Regions from separate parts of the Mus musculus genome. Here all the other regions are linked to region 2. Evidence: chromatin contacts called from public HiCAR-type and promoter capture Hi-C data. All regions are on one chromosome and are shown on one strand. The core of a region is the stretch at or near the end of the contact, and the rest is flanking DNA. Distances in the headings are between cores, read along the strand shown.

Region 1 (4,157 bases), core at 567-3,066, 170 kb after region 2:
GTTAGCCTTCCTTAACATCTATAGGAGTAAGTATGAAAGTTAAAAGCACAGAAGATTTCATGGCTAGGAGGTAGGGAATATCTGGAAATAGATAGAGGAAGGGGAAAATATAATCAAAGTATACCGCACAAAAAATTTAAATATACATACATAGAAACATGTACATATGATTTTTCAGTAATTGTTTCTCCTGGCAATGAATAGTTTTTCTCCATAAATGGGCATAGTATTTGAACAAGAACAAAGAAAGTTCCTGTATATTATACTCATAGACACATTTTCAAGAAAAGGATATTAACCATCAAAATGTATATTGCTTAATACTACTAATAACCAAAATTATCTCACCACTGAGAGATTATAGACACACAAATGTGTACATTTTATATACACATTTCCTTCTCACAGAGAGGTATGATGGAGTGGTCACAGTTTTGGCACAGGATGCTTTGTAGAAGGCAACGTCAGAGAAGTAGTTACATTGTAGAGACCACAGAGACTAGGCTAGAGCAAATGCCTAGCATACACATTAATGGACAGTACGATTATTTACTTGGTGTGGTATTCAGAGTCTGGTAGAAACCATCTAGAATTATGTTAATATTTATAACTCTTCAGAACCTTTGTTTTTGCCATTATTTTAATTCACAATGATGAACTTTAAGGTCAGCTTTAAAACGTGCTTTTGGTAGGTGATTTTTCTAACTTAAGGTTTCCGGGCTTGGAAGTGAAACATTTGAGAGGTAGGGCATGACCTTTATAATGCTTTGCTCTGTTCCTGGCTGCTGTGACGCTTGGCCCCAATATCGCTGTAGTTTTCAAGCTTCTTGGTTTGATTACAATAGCAATCATTCTCCCTTGACACCAACTGGATGACTCGCTCATCCAGCGTCCTGCGTCTGTCCTTCCCACGTTGGCCTCTGGCAGCAGACCCTTGCTTCTGCGTGCCAAACGTCTCTCTCCAAGGCTCCTTGACATTTTTCCCTGAGTAGCTCAGCAAAAGCAACACAAAAGAGCAAACCCCTGGAGGGATGCTTAACTGGGGATTCAGAAGGTAACAAAAGGACTCCTTAGTGAGACTTAGGGTTTTGTTTATTAATTACTTTATGTTCTCTCATGTTTTCTGGTTAGAAAGGGGGCGTACGGATCTTTTGTTTTTATGGAGTTCTGAAAATGTTTGCGGGGCTATCAAAGCTTTCTACTGAAAGTTTATGGACAAACCAAACAGGATTTCTCCCATGACCGCGCATGAATCCTCAGCACTGCGGAAGTTTTTATACATCCGAGTTCAGGCTCCTATCACTACAGAGCCCCCGCCATTGCTCTCCTTGGGAGCATTCGTACAGAGCGAGGTGAGGAACAGTGGGTGGAGCCAGGAGTCTCATTTTAAGAAGCAATGAATGACTTTGGACATTTGAGAGGGATTTGTATAGGTCTGTCTGAGGTCAAATCCTTCAAGGGTCCTCTTGCTCAGACTCTACTGTGGCTAGGGTTCGGCTTTCATCAGGTGAACAGACGAGCCAAGTTGACCTTTTACGGAACACTAGGATGCTGTTAGTTTTCTTTCTTTTGAGGGCTCTCTTTTCCCCCACAGAGGTCTGTGGTGTCTCCCCTTTCGACCTCCCCATAGGTATGACATCTATTTTCCCCACTATCTCGATGAATAATGACACAGAGGGCATGCAGCCAATCCTACCAGCACTTTACACTTTCTACAGAATAAAAAGGCACCAAAGCAAACATTCTCCAACCCCCAGCCTCAGGGATTGTGACTAATTTCCAAGCTCTCTTTGCTCTGTAGTAGAATCCTGGCTGTCATTTCACACTTGGCTTTTTTTCACAGAGCCCTTGAGCAAACTTTATTTACAGTGTACACGGACTTTCATTACTACATAATGCAGAAAATATTTGCTTCACTATGAAGCCAATTGGATATTTATTTTGATTTTTGTTCCTTGTGGTAAACAGAACTCAAAACACTCTCTACTACCATTGTTCCAAACTAGTCAAAAAAATATGTCAACAATCAGCACAGCAATTGTGTGGCCCAGATCTGGTGATTGCCTCACCTCCCCTCCAGCTAAAGGAAAGTTTTGCTTAAAAAAAAAAAAAAAAAAGAAAGAAAGAAAGAAAAGAAAAAAAAAGAAAAAAAATGTCAATTTGAAACTTGAAAGCAACCCTCACTCATCAGGACTGTCTTCAGCTCACACTCAAGACTGCCTTTCTCAGGATGTCACCACACAAGAACATCTTCTCAAGGTTTTGGAATGAAACTTTTTCTTTGGATTGGGTCCCAAAGCAGGTTTCATTTTGCTATCAGACAAATAGAAGAATGCCAAGGGTGAAAGTCCTTTCTGGTTTAGAAGGACGGAGGGAAGAACTGGTGTGGGGGGAACGCACGTTTACACACAGATGCAGTTGTTTCTAGTAACATTATGTGCCACTGGCTTTTCTGATTGCACTTCCTTCGAGAACCAACTTGCCCTGAGCACCTCCTGTGGCTTGCAAAGATTGTCCAGACTTGGAATGGACCCACCTGGCTTTCTGTATGGTCCCATTTCTGCATATTCACAGTACAATAAACATGCCAGCCCAAACTGCCTGCTCAGCACACTCGCTGTTGACTCTCTGTGATGAATACTTTTTATAATTTGATAGACTTTTGACTGATGTTAAATCCTGCCGATAAAGCCCATACCTGATTATTTTTGCATTTTAAAGAAAGAAAAATAAATCCGGAGTAGCACAGAGATTTTAGTTCATCTTTTTAAAATGCTTTGAGTGAACCACATATGCGTGCCAGCACAAATCCAGACTAATATTGATGTCAACACCCCCCCTGGGTATACCTTCCCACTGAGAATTTGGAAGTGAGATTTACTTTCCATCTTAGACTTAAGCCTGCATATAGTGTTTCTGGAACTTTAATCCTAAAAGATCATTGCTCAGTGGCTTTTTCTCTTCCCTATTCCATTGGGCATTTATTAAACGTCTGCCTTCCCGCTGGAGGTGATCAACAGCTGAGCTAATGTGCTGTGCAGTAGGGAAAGATGTCTTAGGTTCTGGAATCAAAGCCTGGCTCTGTCACTTCCTGGCTACATGATCGAAAGCCAGCTACCAACATTCCTGCTGCCAGTTCCTTCTAGAAAACAAGGAACAGCCTGTCATAGCGAACATGTCTGGGGAGGTAGAGGCAGAAGGTTGGTGAGTCCAAAGTTAGCTTGGGCCACAAAAAAGACTTCATCTTAAAAAAATGTGGGAGGAGATACATCAACATAACAAGGATTAAGTGTAAGGCACTCTAAAATATTTGGTATAGAAGTATAATAGTTAATACTGGCTTCTTTTTGTTCTATGCACACTGTTCTGAATCTTATTAGGTATAATTTTTCCCACTTTACAAGAAATGTAGGTGTTTTAACATTTCGAATTTTCTAAATGGAAACAAGCAAAAGGGGACTGATGATCATTTAATACAAAAAAGTCAAATGAAAAAATTCTAGATGTTACCAGTCAAAGAGTCAAATACTGGCAACAGTTGACATTTGTGCGTGTGTGTGTGTGTGTGTGTGCATGCATGCATGCGTGTGTGTGTGTGTGTGTGTGTGTGTGTTCTGTGTGTAATGCATGTGTATGGGATGTGCATCTACTCATGGACATATGTGGGAATGCTTATGTGTGTGCACACACAGCTGGAGGCCCAAGGTCAATGTCTGGCATCTTTTCTTAATCACCTTTTACCTTGATTTTTAGAGTCACTGAACCTGCAGCAAGACTGGGTAGCCAATGAGCTTCCTAGGTCCTCGAGTTTCTGTCTCACCTGAAGTCTAGGATTATAGGTATGACTTCCATGTGTGCGTTCTGGAGATCTGACTTTGCATTGTCCTGATTCTGCAGCTGGTACTTTACCGACTGAGCCATCTCTCAACCTATGTCCAGAAACTTAGACAGGAATCGTGAATAATACTTACTTCTTGGTCAATCACTTGCTAACTTCTCATGTACAGTAAAATATCTTTACTTTGTTTATTCCTCAATAAAGTGGAATGTCACAACATAAAAATCAGAATAAGCAAATGCTGGTGTTTATTACTACTTAGCCATTTTTATGTAATAAGATATGGTAAGAGAGATGCCTCAGTCTGTGAAGTGCTTGC
Region 2 (3,977 bases), core at 594-3,093:
TCGTGCTCTCCGGGTGGGTTTGTAGACCCTAGGATACGAACCAAGTCAGTTCTAAATGTTGCTTAATTTCAATGTTTAAACACAAATAGCTCTCTGACAGAATTGCTTTATTTTTACGTTTCTCTTCCTTTGTATCAATTCCCTTTTAAGATGCCAAAATATTCTAACTCAATTATTTTTAAAATGTGGAATATTTTATCATCAAATGAAATGTTCTTATTTTGGTCCAAGTAGAAAATTGTTTGCAATTCTATCAGCATAATCATTCCTGACATGTTTTAATCTGTTGATTATGAATAACTATTAGGATTAATTAGAATTTAAATTCTTACCTTCAGATCTATTATTAACAGAAAAGAAAGTAACCAGGAATGTAGAAATGGACTGAATTGTTAAGTATGATGCTAGAACTTTCTGTTCCTTTGAGCATTTTATACTTTCTATACTGAACATTCTTGATCAATTCTTTACTTGGAGGACTCCTACTGACCCTTCAAATTCTAAATTAAGAATCCTTTGTGCAAAGAAAGATGTTTCCAGAATCTAGAGTTAACTTCTCTATAGTTCTATGCTTTTTCAGCCTTTTCTTTATAGATAGGAGACTATGGGTTTGTTCCTGGTATAAATGTCTCATGTTTTTCTCTATAATACAGGCTCTTGAGGTGGTGATATTTTGAGTTAAAAGAAGGCATTTCTCCTTGGTCATATATCTAAATTGTAACTGTTGAAATATAAATGGCAATATAATGTGTCCTGGGAAGACTAAAGAATCTGACATAGCTTAAGTACCCTGTATCTAGTACCCTCTAGTAAGCTCTATCTGCTTTCCTTCCTGATAGCTCCTATCATAAAAATGAGACAACCTAGAGAATTAAAAGACCATGCTAAGGATGGACCAGCACAGAGGAAAGAACCTAGTTCCTGTACCACACTGGGACTGATTATATCTTAGTTTATTTTTCTTTTTGCAAGAGAACATATCTCTGTTAGTTTAAGCCACTATTATTTTGGAATTTCTTTTCTACACCCCTAACTCTGATGGTTACAGAACTGACATGGAGCTTGGTCAGTGAACATATTTGCCTGAACACCAGGCTGTAGATAATTTGAGATCTGTGGTTTTCCCACTATCTAGAAAACAAACTTCCCAGATACCATAGGCTATCAAATAAAAAGCCCAGTGTCAATGTTACTTATCTATGAGTCATTAGTGGGCTCCCACAATACCCACTTCAGTCATTACAGCCCATCGCCATTATTCTTGCCTAGCCTATGGCACATAATGATAAAGATCCTGTGGCTGAAGACACCACATGTCTGAGTCATAAAACATGGACAAATTAAGTTGGTACTGATCTGGAAGTATCATTCCCATTGCTTAGCTTTCATAGTGCTGGAAGATTCTATGTATGCTACTGGGAGAGAAAAGTCTCCAGTAATCTTACCCAGATGTGAAAACTGCAAGTTATAACAATAACCACTCTGGCAAGATATGCCCACTGGCACAATAGCGGCATGGGCGTTATGGGAGTAATCAGCCACTTTCTGCTTGGACTTAAAGCCCACTCCACAAGGGGTGAGTGTGTGTGGTTGTACTTGTGTGCATGTATCTGTGTGTACAAATAAAAAAGCATGTCACAAACGATGAGAGGCCACATTTAAACCCCTGTCCTGACACACGAACAGGAATTACTGTAAAGGACAACGTACTGGAGACTATTTCCCAAGTGCACCTACACTCATTATTAATAAAATGTCATGGAAGGCTATGTTCAGGTCACAGAGTTCCCAGATCCACCCCATTCTGGACAAGACACTGAAGTGAGATAATGTCCACTCACTCTTTTGGCAGCTGCAGAGAATCTTCTGGAAAAGGATGAAAATCTAGCTGAATATTTTGGTCAGATGTAGCTTCATATTCTGCTACTAAATATCAGTTGGAGCAGGGGTCTAGCCTCATGCCATCAAAATGATTGCACAGTATAGCTAAGTTTACCAAATGCTTATTTCAAGTGCTATGAAGTACAATACATTTTAAAAACAATGAAATGTACAGACAAGCAAAATAGCATCAATAATTCTCTGAGACTGACTAGTTTTTTTTTTTTTTTTTTTTTTTTTGAGACAGGGTTTCTCTGAATAGCCCTGGCTGTCCTGGAACTCACTTTGCTGGCCTCGAAATCAGAAATCCGCCTACCTCTGCCTCCCAAGTGCTGGGATTAAAGGCGTGCACCAACACCACCTGGCGAGATTGACTAGTATTAATAACAGTCTTTTGGATATTTATATGCAACTAATAGACAACCTTGTTTGGCTCTTACATTTTAGACACATGATGTTTTGTGTGCGCAAACATACAGCCCTTTTCTTTCTTTATGACTAGAAAATATGAATATTACATTGCCGATGTTCCTTCTCTTATCAAGACTTGCTAAAGTCAGTAGGGAAAGGGCTCCTTAAACAAATACTGCTACCACAGTCGGCAATCCCAGTTGGCTCACTGACTTTCAACACATTTTGCAGATTTTAGGCAGCAGGCCTTCAGTGCATGCTGAAAGGTCTTTCTTCCTTCACTTTCCACAGCTGATAGCAACAGAATAGGTGGAACAAGAGACTGGAATTCTCTAGATGCCGTAATATATAAAAACATCTTGACTAGAAGTCACAGAAGAAAACCAATTCAACAAACCAGTCATTTTTATAACATGAATAAGTGTAATCCATAAGCAGATGCTATACCCTAGATACATGATCTTAGATGGTTCATGCTGGCCCTGTTTCAAATGGTTTCCCATAAAGACCTCAACTGCAAACATCAAATACTGAGCCAATGATGTCAAGCTTTTCGTGATCCAACCCATGAGGTAAGATACTGTTAAATCCTTCTATTTTCAGCACTGGGAAAGACAAATATGGAAAACTAAACTGCAAATCTGATCTGAGCATCTCTGAATTATTTAATCTAGACAAAATTGTATGGGAGACAGTATGCTCTTACAGATATTATACCTCATCTCCTAATTATGCTTAGAAGCAGGGGAGGTATAAAACATCCAATCAGATTCTTCGAAGATTAAGATCTTTACAATAAGATGTATAGCACATATTTCTGATGTAATATAATGGAAAAAAAACCTTTTAAATGGGTCAACAAAGCCAAAAGAAAAACCAAGGTTAGGAAGAGTAAGTCCAGACATGAGGAAACTATATGTATTGCGTACCATGAGCATGCATAGCTTTGCTGCATGCTAAGTGGGATTATGTGCTGTGCCTGTATTTGAACTTTTCAGAATAGAAGAAAGGAGAGCAACTGTGTAAAAGGAGAAACGTATTGGATCATTTCAAAATGTATAGGTGATGTGTTCCTTGTAGTAGACCTAACTCGTGTCTGTATAATGAATGGATTAAAAAAAAATATGGGCACAGGAAAACCTCAAAGGACCCAAATGCCAGATGCATAATTTCCCAAGGACCTCTAATGAAGCATAACGGTTAGAGAATATTGGATACAAGGCATTTTAAGAAACATAAACAAATCATCTAGGTACAAAGCGCTGGAACTGTCTGCACTAATCCCAGGGTGAACACCGGGACCCTTGGGGCTAGGCAAAAATATGGCCCATATGCAGCTACTCTCCCTGCCCAGACCCATAGCAGACATGCTGAGCAACTGCAGCATTCTTTGCCACTGAGCTTTTACGTGGCCCTGGATGCTTAAAGCCATTATGCTCTAGGAACCAAATCCAATAGACTATGGTTGTTATATGAGAAGACTAAACCAATTTACCACTCCAGAGCCAGCGAAATGAACTGGCTGTCTCTCTTTCAGACAATTCTCCACAAGTATTATTTTTCCACAAGTATTATTTCTTTTTATATTTAAATGGTTTCGAGTACAGATTATAACACTGAGGTTGAGAAGCTAACTTCCCCATGATCAAATAACTGGAAAGCAACAACCTCAAGATTCTGTCTTG
Region 3 (3,932 bases), core at 1,370-3,869, 160 kb before region 2:
GAGATGAAACTTATAGCTGCCACATGTGAAGGTGCACACAAATCTTTATGGCATCATTATTCATTATAGCCCAAAGTGGAAATGACACATGTGTCTGTCTACTCTACCACCCGAGGAAGTAATGAATGAAAGGTGGCCTAGTCTTATAGTAGACTACTACCCTGCCCTGAGGAATAACAGCCCTTAAGGAAGAATCATTTAGCCATACAGTGAATGTGGCATATGGCACAAGGGGTGGTGGTGGTGGTTGTGGTGGTGGTGATATAAAGCATCATCATCATTATGCCCAATAATAAAGATTAGTAGCAAAAGACAAAGTATTGTATGATTCCATTTACATAATCATACACAAACCTGTTCAGGGTAGATAGCTTTGTAGAGACAAAATACTTTGGAGATTAGGGAGTGATAGTTAAGGGGCATGAAGTTCATTTGGGGAGGAATGAGAATGTACTCTAAAGGTGAATGTGATGACAGATGCAGAACTCTGAATATACCATATGTCACTGGCTTCTGTGAAGTTGTCTGCTATATATGGACAATACCTTGATGAAACTTTTAAAAATGAAAGAAATCCTCATTTTTTGGGAATAGTTACAAAAAGATATAGACTTGTTGAATAAATATCTGAACTGTGCACCCACGGTGGGAGGGTTTTACAAAACATAAATCATATCTCAAGAAATCTGGAAAAAAGTTTGTAATCATCCGGGGTCACACTGTGGCTATTAGTTAACCTGAGCAAGAATGAGGAAGGATGGGAATTTCTTGACCCTTGAAATTCTGTTCGCTCAGTGTGTTTTAGTATAAATCCAAAGGGTCCCGAGCATCAGAAGACAAGTGTGGCCCACAGTCCTTTTCTAAACGTGCCCCGGCTGACTTGACTTTATCACGAATTTCCTTAGGTATTTCTTTTTCCCATGCCAGAGTGTCATGGTCCTTGGGATCCTGCTACTATGTTTTCTAATTAATCAACTGAACTTGACACCTCAAGAGAACAAACAACGCAGAGTTCTGCCATTCCCTTTAACTGTTGCATACAGAGTCCTTTATAAAGCGAACATCGTGGACATAGATCTAGGCAGTTGCAGCCTCTCTTAAAAACCATGACAAAGGCATGCTGCACCCCTCATCTACCTAACTCCCCATCCTTCTGTACTCTGCTAGACATGAAATTTTTCCTTTTTCCATAGGGTTGAGACGAGCCTGCCCACAATACTTTCTGGTCTCTTATTTGTTTCCTTACGTCTTCTTGGAAGCCAAGTAAATTTGCTGTATTCTCATCTTTAGTTTTAAGTATGAAGTGCAGATCTTTGGTGGACTCTTTGTTTCTGTACTTAAGCGTTGGTCATTTACCATTCTAGCCAGTACTAAGGTCCTTTTGATGGCAGGTTGACTCAGTCAATGGCTAGCACCATGTGACTCAGGCTACCACTGGGACACAGTCATTCTTGTCTAGCTTTCATTTTGATTGGGGCACTGGAGAAAAGTTTCTTTTGTCAGACTTTGCTACTGGTGACAAGGCCCTCTTTGAGTCTAACTTGATGAAGAAAACTCTCAGGTTAACAACTGCTGGTTTCAAAATTTGAGGACCACCAATTTGAAATGACTTAACATTATGAAAAACTTACACAGCTACTTTCCCTTTTTATTGCAGCCACTAAATCATGATGAGGAGGGGTAGAGAAAGAGTTTCAAAACAACTACCTTTTAGTTTCATTTCCTTAGCAGGGTCTCTCTGATCTCTTTATTAGACACAAAATGTGTCAGATACTCAACTCACAAAAAGACAGGAAAACTTGCCAGGAAAGGAGAAGCATTTTCTAGCTCCCCATGTAAGCCTGAGATGAGCTCATCTGTGCTCTCTCCTTTCCATGACAGATACACCCACCCCTTAGCTCTCATCTTCTCATTTTCCACTGATGGTGCCAAGCTGGCCTTATAGTATCTTTTTTGTGATCTTATAAAATCAATGACAACCAGAAACACTTCCGTTTTGGGTATGACTTCAGCAGCAGTCTCCACCTGGAGAGGCTCTCATCTGTATTGGTAAGTGGAGCTAACCGAGCCACACGGAAGCAATTTACCAGGAAACTCCTGCTTTGCTTCAAAACACTGCCAGTGCTACTCTGGTTGGGAAGGCTTCCTAGCAAGGTGACTCAAAGCAGAACCTGACTGGTGGTGTTCCAATCTCTTGCTGATATCTGTACACATCAAAAACTTCTCTTTCCCTAGCACGATTATACTTGCACATTAAGTAAGCGGTGTTCAAAATGAGACTTGGGCCTCTCCCTGTATTCTCATCACAAGCCACCTCCCTTGCTGGAAACAGTACTTATCAGAAGCCACCTCAGTTTGGATGCTTAAGCAGTTTTCAGTTGGCTAAGTCAGCTTCTCCAGCTGCCTGAGAGACAGAGAGAAATGGCCTTCACAAGGTGCTGGTAAGCATTGTATCTCTGAAAACGGTGTTTCTCTATGCTCTAAACATTAGTTGATTCTGGTTTGACATTATAAATTGTAATTCTGGCTAACAAGCAGTTGAGCACTTAAGATGTGCTGGGCATGATGGTTCTAAGCATGTTACACCAATGAGTTAATTTAGTCATCACAGACTATTTCTGGGAGCTCCTGGTGATTCTCATGGCTGGACTGATGAAGAAATGAGGTCAGCAAGTTAAGAAACAGCATAGGAAGTGGCCAAGTGTGACACAAGCCTATGTTCTGAGGCTCCCTCGAACTACACAAGGGGGACCCACAGAACCAAAGCCTGTACTTTTCTTATGAGACTATCAGGGCACTTATTTATCTTGAGCCTCAGTGCAGAAAAACAAACAAACAACCCAAGAACACTGCAATTTCTCCAAGTGTACAGCAGCACCAGAATTTATAAGAATCCGACCACAAGTGAACTCAGTTGGTGTTGAAGACTCAGGCTAAAACAGTGTGGACACAAAGCTGGGCTGATGTTTCCAGTCTTGGAGCTGTTTCCAAGGACTTTCACATTACCAGGGCTAGAGAAAGAAAGCTAACATTTACTGAGTGTGAATGATGTTACCAGCACTGCTATAAATAAGCACTTTTATTCACACACACACACACACACACACACACAGATATAATTACAATTTATCCCTTCCCTTTCCTTCCTCCATACTCTCCCATATATTCCTCTCCCCTTGCCTTCAAATTCATAGCCTGTTATTGCATACATATATGTATACTCACATATATCCCTAAATATAACTTCCTTTGTACATATAATGTTACTTGTATGTATGTCTTCATTGCTGAGTTCTAGATAACCAAGTGGTGTACTCTATTTCCAATATTCATCAGTCATACACCTACAGCCTTATTCAACTCATACCACCCTGTGGATAGTATTAATTTCACTGATACTCAAGACTCTCTACATTTTTTTTCTCCCGAGATCATGTAGCTAATAACGAGTATAACTGGTAAGCAAATGTAGAAGTGTTCAGTATCCATTCCCACCTCTAACCTCAGGTTATGCTTAGCTCACTGACATATATTGTGAAGAAGCATCTTTGTCTTGAGATGAGGTTTCACTAGGGAACCTCTGCTGGAATGGAGTTTGCTAAGTAGCTCAGGCTGGCCCAGAGCTCATATCTTCCTGTCTCAGCTAAGTAGTGCGATTAATGGTGTGAGCTACTATGTTTGACTTGAACAGAATCCCAGCTATTTCTCTATTTTAGGTAGACTGTTCTACTGCATTCCCTAATCCGTAAGCACCTAGAAACCCCAACCTTGAGTTTTATAGGTGAGTGTTCCCCAACATTGGCAGAGGTGTAGCTGGCAATCATGATCTTTTGGCACACCAACACTTCCCACCCTGCTTTTAGAGGAGCTGTTTAAAAGGTTTTTCAGGAGACTCGAACAAACACAGCAGCTGAAGGATGGGCACATTGTTC

What was found. HiCAR-type assays count read pairs that join an accessible place to other places. Capture Hi-C pulls out chosen DNA fragments and counts their contacts.
Region 1: a HiCAR-type map of fibro-adipogenic progenitors shows a contact between it and region 2, with 4 times the contacts expected there. The contact joins two enhancer-like sites.
Region 3: a promoter capture Hi-C map of adipose tissue shows a contact between it and region 2. The contact joins two enhancer-like sites. A contact is called at or near these places in 3 of 115 datasets of contacts at active chromatin or transcription factors (all in embryonic stem cells) and 1 of 9 other capture datasets (adipose tissue).

The regions. Positions count from the first base shown.
Region 1 is chr4:86,028,015-86,032,171 of GRCm38.p6, reverse strand. It overlaps a transcript of Adamtsl1 not described here. Among named protein-coding and RNA genes, the nearest start is that of Adamtsl1, 24 kb to the left of the region's middle. Within about 2 kb of position 1,816, at least 35 of the 459 cell types and tissues checked have an H3K27ac peak or open chromatin away from gene starts, as enhancers often do. A contact at or near this core is called in fibro-adipogenic progenitors, where this site is marked.
Region 2 is chr4:86,193,872-86,197,848 of GRCm38.p6, reverse strand. The region is part of intron 4 of Adamtsl1 (ADAMTS-like 1); the gene reads right to left. Among named protein-coding and RNA genes, the nearest start is that of Adamtsl1, 140 kb to the right of the region's middle. Within about 2 kb of position 1,843, at least 2 of the 459 cell types and tissues checked have an H3K27ac peak or open chromatin away from gene starts, as enhancers often do. A contact at or near this core is called in adipose tissue and fibro-adipogenic progenitors, where this site is marked.
Region 3 is chr4:86,357,743-86,361,674 of GRCm38.p6, reverse strand. The region is part of intron 20 of Adamtsl1 (ADAMTS-like 1); the gene reads right to left. Among named protein-coding and RNA genes, the nearest start is that of Gm33730, 81 kb to the left of the region's middle. Within about 2 kb of position 2,619, at least 14 of the 459 cell types and tissues checked have an H3K27ac peak or open chromatin away from gene starts, as enhancers often do. A contact at or near this core is called in adipose tissue, where this site is marked.